Linked DNA regions of Sus scrofa: region 2 is linked to region 1. The links are chromatin contacts, called in public HiChIP or PLAC-seq maps. All regions are on one chromosome and are shown on one strand. The core of a region is the stretch at or near the end of the contact, and the rest is flanking DNA. Distances in the headings are between cores, read along the strand shown.

Evidence for each region. HiChIP or PLAC-seq counts read pairs in DNA pulled down with a chosen protein or histone mark.
Region 2: a contact with region 1 is called in an H3K27ac HiChIP or PLAC-seq map of alveolar macrophages. The contact joins two enhancer-like sites. A contact is called at or near these places in 2 of 47 Hi-C or Micro-C datasets (embryonic fibroblasts and epiblast stem cells) and 2 of 2 datasets of contacts at active chromatin or transcription factors (alveolar macrophages and skeletal muscle).

Annotation. Positions count from the first base shown.
Region 1 is chr6:53,205,091-53,210,499 of Sscrofa11.1, reverse strand. SLC8A2 (sodium/calcium exchanger 2) reads left to right here. Exons shown (of 12, transcript XM_021094637.1): 9 at 1,031-1,155; 10 at 1,434-1,533; 11 at 5,383-5,409. Among named protein-coding and RNA genes, the nearest start is that of MEIS3, 19 kb to the right of the region's middle. Within about 2 kb of position 3,514, at least 3 of the 83 cell types and tissues checked have an H3K27ac peak or open chromatin away from gene starts, as enhancers often do. A contact at or near this core is called in alveolar macrophages, where this site is marked.
Region 2 is chr6:53,383,990-53,389,525 of Sscrofa11.1, reverse strand. All of the region lies in intron 1 of BICRA (glioma tumor suppressor candidate region gene 1 protein), which reads right to left. Among named protein-coding and RNA genes, the nearest start is that of EHD2, 37 kb to the left of the region's middle. Within about 2 kb of position 4,050, at least 32 of the 83 cell types and tissues checked have an H3K27ac peak or open chromatin away from gene starts, as enhancers often do. A contact at or near this core is called in alveolar macrophages, where this site is marked.

The DNA.
Region 1 (5,409 bases), core at 2,265-4,764:
TCCAAGCTGGAGTTAAGATGGAGATGGGTTTCTGGCTTTGCGGCGGGATCCAGTTAGAACTGGGGTCCGATTTGGGTCAGCGCCGAAGTTGGAATGTGAGGTGACTTGGAAGGAGCTGAGGTGAGAGTTGGGGCCAGAGTCAGAGACTGGGGTGAGAGTTGGGACTAGGATCGGAGTTTTGTAGGTAGCGACAGAGCAGTTTGGGAGTCGAAGTCAGAACTGGGATCTGGGGTTCGGATGGGGAGAGACTGAGGACTGTGTTAGCTGGTGGAAGTAGTACAAGCCGCTGGAACTAATAGGGCCCCCGGATCCCAGGAGCTTAACACAATGAAAGTCATCTTTTGCTCAGGCTTGGTTTTCTGAGAATGTTCCAGGTTGGCAGGTGGCTTTCTCATGAGAGTTAGGATTGGGTTGGTACCTGGGCTTGGATCAAAGTGTCACCGTGCTTTGGGGAGATAAATGAGCCCAGAGGCAGGTGTAGGTGGTTCTGGGTCAGAGATTTGTATCAATATTGGGACTCCCCCGCCCTCGTCACCACCTCAGATACACTCTAGGATATTTTCAGAGCTTGAATGGTGACAATGATGGTGGCGAAAATCATAAATTAACACTGTGGATGATTTACTGGGTACCAGGCACTGTTTTAAGCGCTTCACAGGAAGGAACGCCTTTAAGTCTCACAACCACCCTAGGTAGGTACTATTATTGTGCCCATTTTATAGATATGAACACTGAGGCACAGAGAGCCTGAGGCCTTGCCCAAGGTCACACAGCTCCCACCATATGATCCTCAGAGCCCATCAACTGAACTTCGTGGACCAGCCCATGGGAGCCGGGTCTCAAATTGGGAAAGACGGCGGTCAGATGGGTTGGCGGGGGTTGGGGGGGGGCAGGCTGGGGAAGCGTCCGCAAGGAGCCGTCCTAGAGAAGAGCAGACAGGGTTTTCTTTATCAATGGGAAAAGGTAAGAGAGGCATCTCAGGCCCAGGTAAGCCTCCCTGGAGTCTAAACTCCCATCCCTCGTGTCGCAGGCGACGGGGACAGGAAACCAACGGCTGAGGAGGAAGAGGCTCGGAGGATAGCAGAGATGGGCAAGCCGGTTCTTGGGGAAAACTGCCGGCTGGAGGTCATCATTGAGGAGTCATATGATTTTAAGGTGATTTTCTGGGGTTTCACTTTCCTGGAGTCTGGCCTGAGTCGTTTGTCCGGTGGGGGGATCCACTATGAGGGCCACCAAGGTCTGACGCCATCGTCCGGACCTCTCCACTAGCACCATGGAGAGCAAGGCCTCCCGTGTCCCTTCTTGCCAGCAGGACCCAGGTACAGAGGTTGAGGACCCTTGAGCATGAGGTGTGAGCCCCCATCCCCAGGACCCCTCGTGGAGGAGCTGCCCGGGGTGATCTGGGCGATGGTCTCTCCCCCTCTCATCCCCAGAACACGGTGGATAAACTCATCAAGAAAACGAACTTGGCTTTGGTGATTGGGACCCACTCGTGGAGAGAGCAGTTTTTAGAGGCAATTACGGTGAGCGCAGGTAAGTGGGGAGGGAGAAGAGAGGCAGGGAGAGAGAAGAAGGGGGTGGGGAGACAGAGAGAAATGAGACAGGGAAAGATGGACAAGGAGAGAAGGAAGGAGAGCAGAGAGACCCAAAGAGAAAGACCAAGAAACAGTTGCAGAAAGACAAAGGAAAAAATAGGGGACAGATACAAATAGGAGCGACAGACACACAGAGGCACCCAGATCCCGGAGGGACAGAGATGCGGAAGAAGCAGGAACAATGTGGAGAATGAAGACGCGGAGGGTCAGAGAGAGAGGCAGGTAGGCACAGAGACATAGAAAGCTGGTGGAGAGGCAGAGCTGTGGGGAGGAAGGGGCTCAGCCCAGGCTTTCTCCTGGCCTCCGGTGACTGGAGGGTGGAAACAGGTTAAAAGGCATGGCCTCCCCCACACAGCCTGGGCCCCTCTGTTGCCATGGAGACAGTCACCAGGGTACCCAGCTCTCCCACCTGAGCCGGTCTCATGCCCCCCCAACTTAGGGCTCAGACAGGCCCACACTGCCCCCATGTGGCTGCATGTATGATGACACCTGGATTCACAGATTGTCTTGGAGAAAGCGAGGGGGAGACCTAAGAGGGACTGGCCTGAAGTCCCGCAGGGAATCCAGAAAGTGCTAGGGCAGAACTCAGGACTTCTGCCCCTTGTACAACATTAGGTTACCTTCAGAGGGGCCAAGCTAGTGGGAACGGGAAACACACAAAGACTTGTTGGAAAGAAATTGGTGTGTGGGAAAAAGTACCAGGTGGCAGGCCTAGAGACACAGGTTGTAGTCCTAATAGAAGCAAAGTGGCATCTTCCTCTGAAGTCACACTCTTTTTATTTTATTTATTTATTTTTGGCCATGCCCATGGCATGCAGAAATTCCCAGACTGGGGATCAAACCTGCACCATAGCAGCAACCTGAGCCACAACAGTGACAACACCAGGTCCTTAACTCACTGCACCACCAGGGAACTCCACGAAGCCACAGTCTTTTGACATCTATTTCTGAGGGATTCTCTGGGCCCGGCCCTGTGCAGGAGCATGGATGGGGACAAAGACATGACCATGGAAGCTTGGGCCCTCCCTGTCCTCACAGAGCTTACAGCCCAGTGGGGAAGACAGGCCTGTCACAAGAGAATGTCAACTCAGAGTGGGCAGGACTGAGATGGGGGACCCCAGGGAGCTACAGGAACCCAGATCGGGTGTCTGACCCAGCTTGAAGATCAGGGAGCGCTTCCTGGAGGAGGAGGCTTCTAATCTGAGTCTTCCAGTGGGAATAGGAGGTAGCTGAGAGGAGGGAGCCAGGCAGAGGGGAAACCAAGTAGGGAGTCTGGAAGTATGAGAGCTCATGGCACCTCTGGGGAGGGTGACTGTTTCAGGCAGGGATGAGGCTGGAGGTAAGCAGGGTCCAGAGGGGGCTTGGATGTTATTTTATTTTATTTTATTTTATTTTATTTTATTTTACTTTCAAGCATCATATGAAAGTTCCCAGGCTAGGGATCCAATTGGAACTACAGCTGCCTGGCCTACACCACAGCCACAGCCACATGGGATCTGAGCTGCGTCTGTGATCTACACCACAGCTCAGGGCAACACCAGATCCTTAACCCACTGAGCGAGGCCAGGGATGGAACCTGTGTCCTCATAGATGCTAGTCGGATTCCTAACCCACTGAGCCACAGCAGGAATTCCAGCTGTGGAACATTTTAAACGAGGGGAACTCCTGGAGGCAGAGAGAGCTTGTGGACAGAAGAGGGAGAGGGTGGGATGGGTGTGAGTGTAGGTTCTCAAAACTGGCAGGAAATGGGTGGTACAAGGTCTCAGGAGGCTGAGCTTCATTCTAAGAACAGTGGGAGTCAGAACCGTCCTTCTAGTGGCTTAATGAAGGTAAAAGGGTTGCACGACGCTGTAACTGTGGGTGCGAGACAGCGGTCTTGAAGGCCCTGGGTGCACAGAAAGCACATGATTACATCAGAGGAAGTAGCGGTCATAGCAACAGTAAGAATAATCCTCATGATGACGACAGTGAAGACAGATCGAGTATCAGGCAGCTCTGAAGTCCATTTCCTGGGATGAACTCATTGAATTAAGGCTCTATCCCCAGTATCTGGGCTGGGGCTGGATCATTTTGCACTGTGTTCCACAAATGCCTTTTGATTCTTCCGGTGAGCACAAAGCTTTGTGAGGTGCTGGCAGAGAAGAGTGGTTCTCGTTCCTTTAGGGATGAATCACGTCCCACTTGCACTTAGAGATGCGTTTGTACTTCCTCTGCCTCCCTTTCTTGATGGTAAGCTCTTTACAGGCTGGACTTGGTTTCAAGCATCTTTGAAAACCGCGCCTCCCCCTCTCCCCGAAGTTCCTGTTGTGGCTCAGTGGGTAAAGAACCCATGTTGTCTCTGTGAGGATGTGGCTTCAATCCCTGGCCTGGCTCAGTGGGTTAAGGATCCAGTGTCACCGCAAGCTGTGGTGTTGTTGCCGCTGTGGTGTGGGCCTCAGCGTCAGCTCTGATTTGACCCTTAGCCCAGGAACTTGCATATACCACAGATGCAGCCATGATGAGGAATAAAAGTTAGCAGCTCAGTAATGTTGTTAAAGGCCCAGGCTCCTCCTCGGTTTCTTTTTCCTATTCTCAGCTGTTGCCCTCATGGCTGCAAGACAGCTGCTGTACCTCCAGGTGTCAAGTCCGTATTCCAGGCAGGAAGAAAGAGGAAGCAGGAAGAGGCAGAGTGCCTGCTGAGTTTGATTTCCAGTTCTAGTTTCCAATGCCCTTTTACTTGGGGTTGCAGCAAAAACGTTCTTTGAGATGCAACAGGCAGAACCAAAGAAGCCTCACGATCTATATTAGTAGTAAAGCATTTACACATTCAAGCATTTATTTCATTAACAAGCCAAGGAGCTAAGTAGGCAAGAAAAGTGGGAAAAGGGATATACGATCTGAATCCCCCAATCTACCAGCCTCTCTCTGTCTCCACGGCCCCCAGCTGTCCTCTGCTCCCTGACATTCCAAGGAGTCATTGGGTGGGACCAGGGGAAGTGGCTTCATGATTTGTTGGCTTGTCTGGCTTTTATCCCCTGATGTGCTCTGAGCAGCTGGCCAGGGATTACAGCATTTCTTATTAGCATCCTTCCAGATGTAATGCTTGGTACACTCAGGTGTGTTCCTTGCTTCTTCATTGCTTTCTGCTTATCAGTTTCAGGCGAAGTAAGCAAAAAGCAAAACATTTCACTTACACTTTCCTATTGCACAAGTCACTGCAGGTCAAAAGTGGGTCACGTTCAGTCACCATAGGTCGCATAAGCAACTCTGAAAAGCTAGAGCTTTCCGGAAACTCTGTTTATGTCTCCTTGCCAGAATGGGTCACTTGGCTGCTGCTGCAAGGGATTCTGGGAAAGTGAATATTGTTTCACCTAGGACAGCATCGTTGCTTGCCCAAGGGTGCGCTGGGAAGGTGACTAACGTTTGCTGGGTATATGGTTCTCTCCAGCTTCAGGGAATTCTGGGAAAGTAAGCACCTTTAGCTGAGCATATGGCTGCTGTCAGCTGCAGTGAATCAGAGGAAGTGGATATTTCTAGCTGCAGATATGCCTGTCCATATGTGGCCACCCTTAGCAAAAGGTATCTGGGAAACAAGTATTTTTAGCTGGGCACCTGCCTCCTCTAGCTTCCAGTGATTCTTGGAAAGTGACTATTTTTCCCAGGGCCCATGCATTCTCCTAGCTGCAAGGGATTCTGGGAAGGTAATTCATTTGATGGGACTGGCTCTCTGGAAGTTGAACAAAACAAGGGTTCTACAGGCGAGGAAGGAAGCATGGTTTTGTGCCCCAGCTGGGTCGTGTGCCCCCAGGGGACGAGGAGGAGGAGGAGGACGGGT
Region 2 (5,536 bases), core at 2,801-5,300, 180 kb before region 1:
GCTACAGCTCCGATTCGACCCCTAGCCTGGGAACCTCCATATGCTACGGGAAGTGGCCCTAGAAAAGGCAAAAAGACAAACAAACAAACAAACAAACACAATTCATCCATGATCAGCAGGTCTGGGGTTCCTCTGAGATGGGTTCCCCCACTCAGGTGCCCAGGTTGGCGTCTATCAGGTTGATGCCAAGAGACCTGGCAAGGGTGAACGTTCTGGGGCTGGAGTCAGCAGTTCGAATGCCCACTCCCCCACTCATGGGCTGGGTGAGCCTGGGCAGGTGACCTCACCTCTTTGGGCCTCAGTGTCCTCATCTGTAAAATGGGCAAATGGCAGAGGAGAGGCTCTTGGACCAAGGCCCAGCTGTGGTTGGTGCACAGCAGACGACAGTATCCTTATTACCGGCATCGATAGTATTATTTTGTGATACTATTACGCGTTGCTGACTAGTGAGAAAAGGCCAGAGGTGCAGAGGCCGCTGACTTCCACCTTCTACCCCCCAGGCCCGTCTCCACACAGCCTCATGCCGATTCCCAGGATCTAGAGGGTCAGAAATTGAGAGGAGATGCTGCCTTTTAAATAAATGTCCCCATTCCAGAGCAGCTGACATCCCTGGAGCAGCTGTGCGCCAGCAGCTGGCTGAGTGTCCACCGCAATGGATACAAACTCCTTGCCGCAGAGGCACGGTGGCATGTGGCTAAAAGCAGGCTCACAGCCAGGTGGCCTGGGTTCCCGTCCCTGCGCTGCTGCTTCTCGGGCGCATGGCCTGCAGCGAGTGCCTCAGCTTTCCCATCTGGAAAACGGGGATGACCGCCCCATAGGATTCTTCTATAGGAGCACCTTAAACCTCTCGGGTGGTGAAGCATCTTGTGAGCCGTCTATCCTGTGGCGACTGTTTTAGCTCCACTGTGAATCTCCCACAGTTTGGCAACTCCCAAAGCTCTCTGGCCACAGCAGTCACATTGGACAGAAGTCCCTGGCACCCCAGCTCTTCCACCTGGTGCCACTTGCCACACTTTTTTTTTTTTTTCTGGTCTTTTTAGGGCCTCTTCCGCAGCATATGGAGGTTCCCAGGCTAGGGATCTAATCAGAGCTGTAGCCACTGGCATACACCAGGGCCACAGCAATGTGGGATCCGAGCCGCATCTGCAACCTACACCACAGCTCACGGCAACGCTGGATCCTTAATCCACTGAGCAAGGCCAGGGATCGAACCTGCAACCTCATGGTTCCTAGTCAGATTCGTTAACCACTGAGCCATGACGGGAACTCTGTAGAGTCCTTACCTTTAAAAAACATATCCTAAAATATGTAGGGGTGAAATGATAAAACGGCTGTGATTTACTGCAAAATAACCCAGTTTGGGGTGTTCAGGGGCACACGCAGCTGCACTGGCCCAATATGGTGGCCTCTGGCCACATGTGACTACGGACATTTAGGTTCAAGTTAATTAAATGAAATTAAGGCCAGAGACTTGAGCTGACCCTCAGCCAGAGAAGACAAATGGCCATGAGCACGTGAAAAGACGCCCGACGCCATCAATCACTAGAGAAATGCAATCGAAACCACAGAAGCCACCGCACACCCATTAGAACACCCGCTACCAAAACGCCGAAAAATAACAAGTGTGGCCGAGGACGTGGAGGGCCTGGACCCTCACGCGCTGTTGGTGGGAACATCAAATGGTGCGGCTGCTGTGGAAAATGGTTTGGCGGTTCCTCAAAAAATTAAAAATAGAGGAGTTCCTGTCGCGGCGCAGTGGTTAACGAATCTGACCAGGAACCATGAGGTTGAGGGTTTGATCCCTGGTCTCGCCCAGTGGGTTAAAGATCCGGTGTTGCCATGAGCTGTGGTGTAGGTTGCAGACGCGGCTCGGATCCCCAGTTGCTGTGGCTCTGGCGTAGGCCCGTGGCTACAGCTCTGACTGGACCCCTAGCCTGGGAACTTCCATGTGCTGCAGGAGGGGCCCAAGAAATAGCAAAAAGACAAAAAAAAAAAAAAAAAAAAAAGTGGCTGAGGAATTCTCTTATGGTGCAATAAGTTAAGGATCCAGTGTTGTCACTGCAGTGGCTCAGGTTGCTGTTGTGGCGCAGGCTGGATCCCTGGCCCAGGAAATTCCACATGCCGCGGGCACGGCCCCCACAAAAAAGGCTGAGATTGTACATGTTTTTTTGGCCATGCCCGAGGCCTGCAGAAGTTCCCCGGCCAGGGATCGAACCTGCACTACGGCAGCAACTTGAGCCACAGCAGTGACAATGTCAGATTCTTAACCCATGGAGCCACCAGGGAACTCCAGGTAAATTTTATATTATATGCTATATATATTTTACCTCAATAAACTATATGCTATATATATTTTACCTCTTTTTCTCAAAACTGAGAAAAAGAAAGGGACAATGGGGAACCTTAAAATTTTAAATAAAAAAATTACGTAAAAATACAAAGGAAATTAGAAAGCATTTAGTTCATAGTCATGCTGGCCACGTTTCTTAGGCTCAACAGCCACATGTGGCTGGTGGCTCCCACACGGGTGGGCACAGCTCTAGAACATTTCTGTGGTGGCGGAAAGCTCTCTTAGACAATGCTGGTCTAGTGTGTGGGGAAACGGAAAACTGGCAAAGAGTTGGTTGACGGTGTCCGTGTTTTACTATTTTCTGGACTTTGTGCATATTTGGAATTTTCCATAACGGTTTTCACTTTGAAAATACTTTATTTTTTTGGCTTTTGTCCTTTTAGGGCCACACGCATGGCATATGGAGGCTCCCAGGCTAGGGGCCCAATCGGAGTTGCAGCCACCGGCCTCACCACAGCCACAGCCACACCAGATCCGAGCCGCATCTGCGACCTACAGCACAGCTCATGGCAACGCCAGATCCTTAACCCACTGAGCGAGGCCAGGGATCAAACCCACAACCTCATGGCTCCTAGTTGGATTCGTTTCCGCTGAGCAATGATGGGAACTCTGAAAATACTTTAATATCAAATACTATCTGTCTGATTGTTTACCGTCTGTCTCCCCTGCCACAATGTCAAACGCCCAAGGGGCAGGCTTTTTGTCTGTGCGGTTCCCTGTGGTGCACGCAGGGGGCTCAGTGAATATCTGTGGGGCAAATGAATGAATTTGCAGAGGGGGTTAAACAAACCCATTCGTTTGTTCAAAGAGCAGCCTGGTAGAAAGGGCCTTTAGGACTCGCCAGCTCTGTGTCCGGCGTCGGGGAGAGGGAGGGCTGAGGGTACTGGAAGGAGCAGAGCAGACTCAGTCCTTGACCTTGGGGCGGGTCACGACCCCTGGTTCTCCACCAGGGATGACACCGAACGCCCCTCTCCTCGACACACACATCCTCAAGCTTCCAAAAAAGTGACTCGGTTGGAGGGGACACAGACCATGAGTGTGCAAAGCTGCAACCCCAAATTATCCACACAGGAGTGGATGTAATGCATCCTTCAGAGCAGCCACACTTTATTTTATTTATTTTTTTTATTGGCTACACTCAGAGAAGTTTCCGGGCCAGGGATCAAACCTGCACCAGAGCAGCAACCTGAGCCATAGCCGTGACAACGCTAGGTGCTTAACCTTCTGAGCCACCAGGGAACTCAGAGCAGAAGCTCTAAGAGCCATCGTTTGGTTCTGCTCGAGTCCCGGCACAAAGTGGACACATGGACAGAGCCACAGCTGACCCGTGGCCGAGAGGAGCCTTGGCTGTTGTCAGCCACCGAGATCTGGGGCTCACTTGTTGCTGCAAATCACTTGGCTGAGGCTGACTGATGCGGGCAGAGCCCACCCTGCCCCCAGGCTTCCTCACATCAGGCCTTGTGCCCACTCCACACCCACTGATGACCCCCTCTGCACGGGAGGGAAACCGAGGCTTGTAGGGGTCAGGACGCTTGCCCCAAGCCACACTGTGGGGCCAGAATTTGAACCCAGACCCTGTGATTCTGAGGAATTCTCCACCACCAGGCTATAAAAAGCAGGACAAGCTGGGCCTGCAAAGCACAAGCAGCTCAAGAGAACAGCCGTGACGCAACAATGACAAAGTGTCCTTCCAGAAAATCCTGTGAATTCCTCGGGCGCTTGCAATGCACTCAGACTTCTGCGCTGTCATGGGAGCTGTGCAGACGCCAGGCTGCCGCGCGAGAGCCGGAATTAAGAGTCCCCGCGAAGCTCCAAAACAGGCTCATTTGAATTTCCCCAGCCGAATGCTGGTCACCCTCAGGTCCTTTGCAAGTCATAAAAATGACAGTCGACGGAACTGTATCATTTGCTGATGGGAAATGAGAGGCCGAGAAGAGGATGTGGCGAAGCCTCGCTGCTGCTCTGCCAAAGGCCATTTCCCCAGCCCTCCTGGCCTCGGTCTCAGCAGCCCCGAGCCACCCACTCGCCCAGGGAAGGCCGGCCGAGCCCAAGATGTAAACAAAGACTTCTGAGTCAGTCTTTTTCAAACGGTGGGTCATGCCTTTGGAGGTAGTGAAATCAAATTAGCAGGTTGAGACCAGGATATTTTTTTTTTTTTTGTCTTTTGTTGCTGTTGTTGTTGTTGTTGCTATTTCTTGGGCCGCTCCCGCGGCATATGGAGGTTCCCAGGCTAGGGGTTGAATCAGAGCTGTAGACACCGCCCTACGCCAGAGCCACAGCAACGCGGGATCCGAGCCGCGTCTGCAACCTACACCACAGCTCACGGCAATGCCGGATCATTAACCCACTGAGCAAGGGCAGGGACAGAACCTGCAACCTCATGGTTCCTAGTCGGATTCGTTAACCACTGCGCCACGACGGGAACTCCCAGGATTTTTTTTTTTTTAAGTTAAACAGTATAGGGTCCAACGGAATGGGATAGGAATGCAAATATCAAACGGCCTCACACAGGGTAAGCCTAAGGGTCAGTGAGTGACACTGGTTTCCATTATGTGTGTCTGTGTGTGTACATATTTCCTACTGTGGGTTGTGGCCAAAATTAGCTTTGAAATTATTGGACTAAGCCAGTGGCACTGCTATCCCGTTGAGGGGAATTCATCAGGCTTCCTTGCAGCTAGGGCAGCCACAGTTTCACAAACAGTCAAAGCCAAGGTGTACAGAGTCAGGTTCTGCTCAATGAGTCTTTTGGGGAAGACCAAGAGAATTTGGGAATGTTTTTCTTCCAGAATATAAAGACAGAGCTTCTCTCAGGAGAAAGTCTTTTGCTTCCAACTTCCAACTTTGAATACAGGTGAGAATACTGGAACAGTGGCAGCCATTTTGCAACCATGAGGCAATAAACCTGAGGCTGATAAGCCTATCTGCAGAGGATAACTGATGAGAGGAGAGAAAAAGACTAGGTTCTCTCTCTTTTTTTCCCCCTCTGTCTGTGGCATGTGGAAGTGCCCAGGCCAGAGATCAAACCTGTACCATGGCAACAACCTGGGCTGCTGCAGTGACAATGCTGGATACTTAACCCCCTGCATGACTAGGTTCTTAACAACTCATGGGTCGCCTGACTCTCAAATGCTTAATCCTTATAGTTTAAGCCACTACTAGGTTTTTCATTCTGTGCAGTTGAGCACA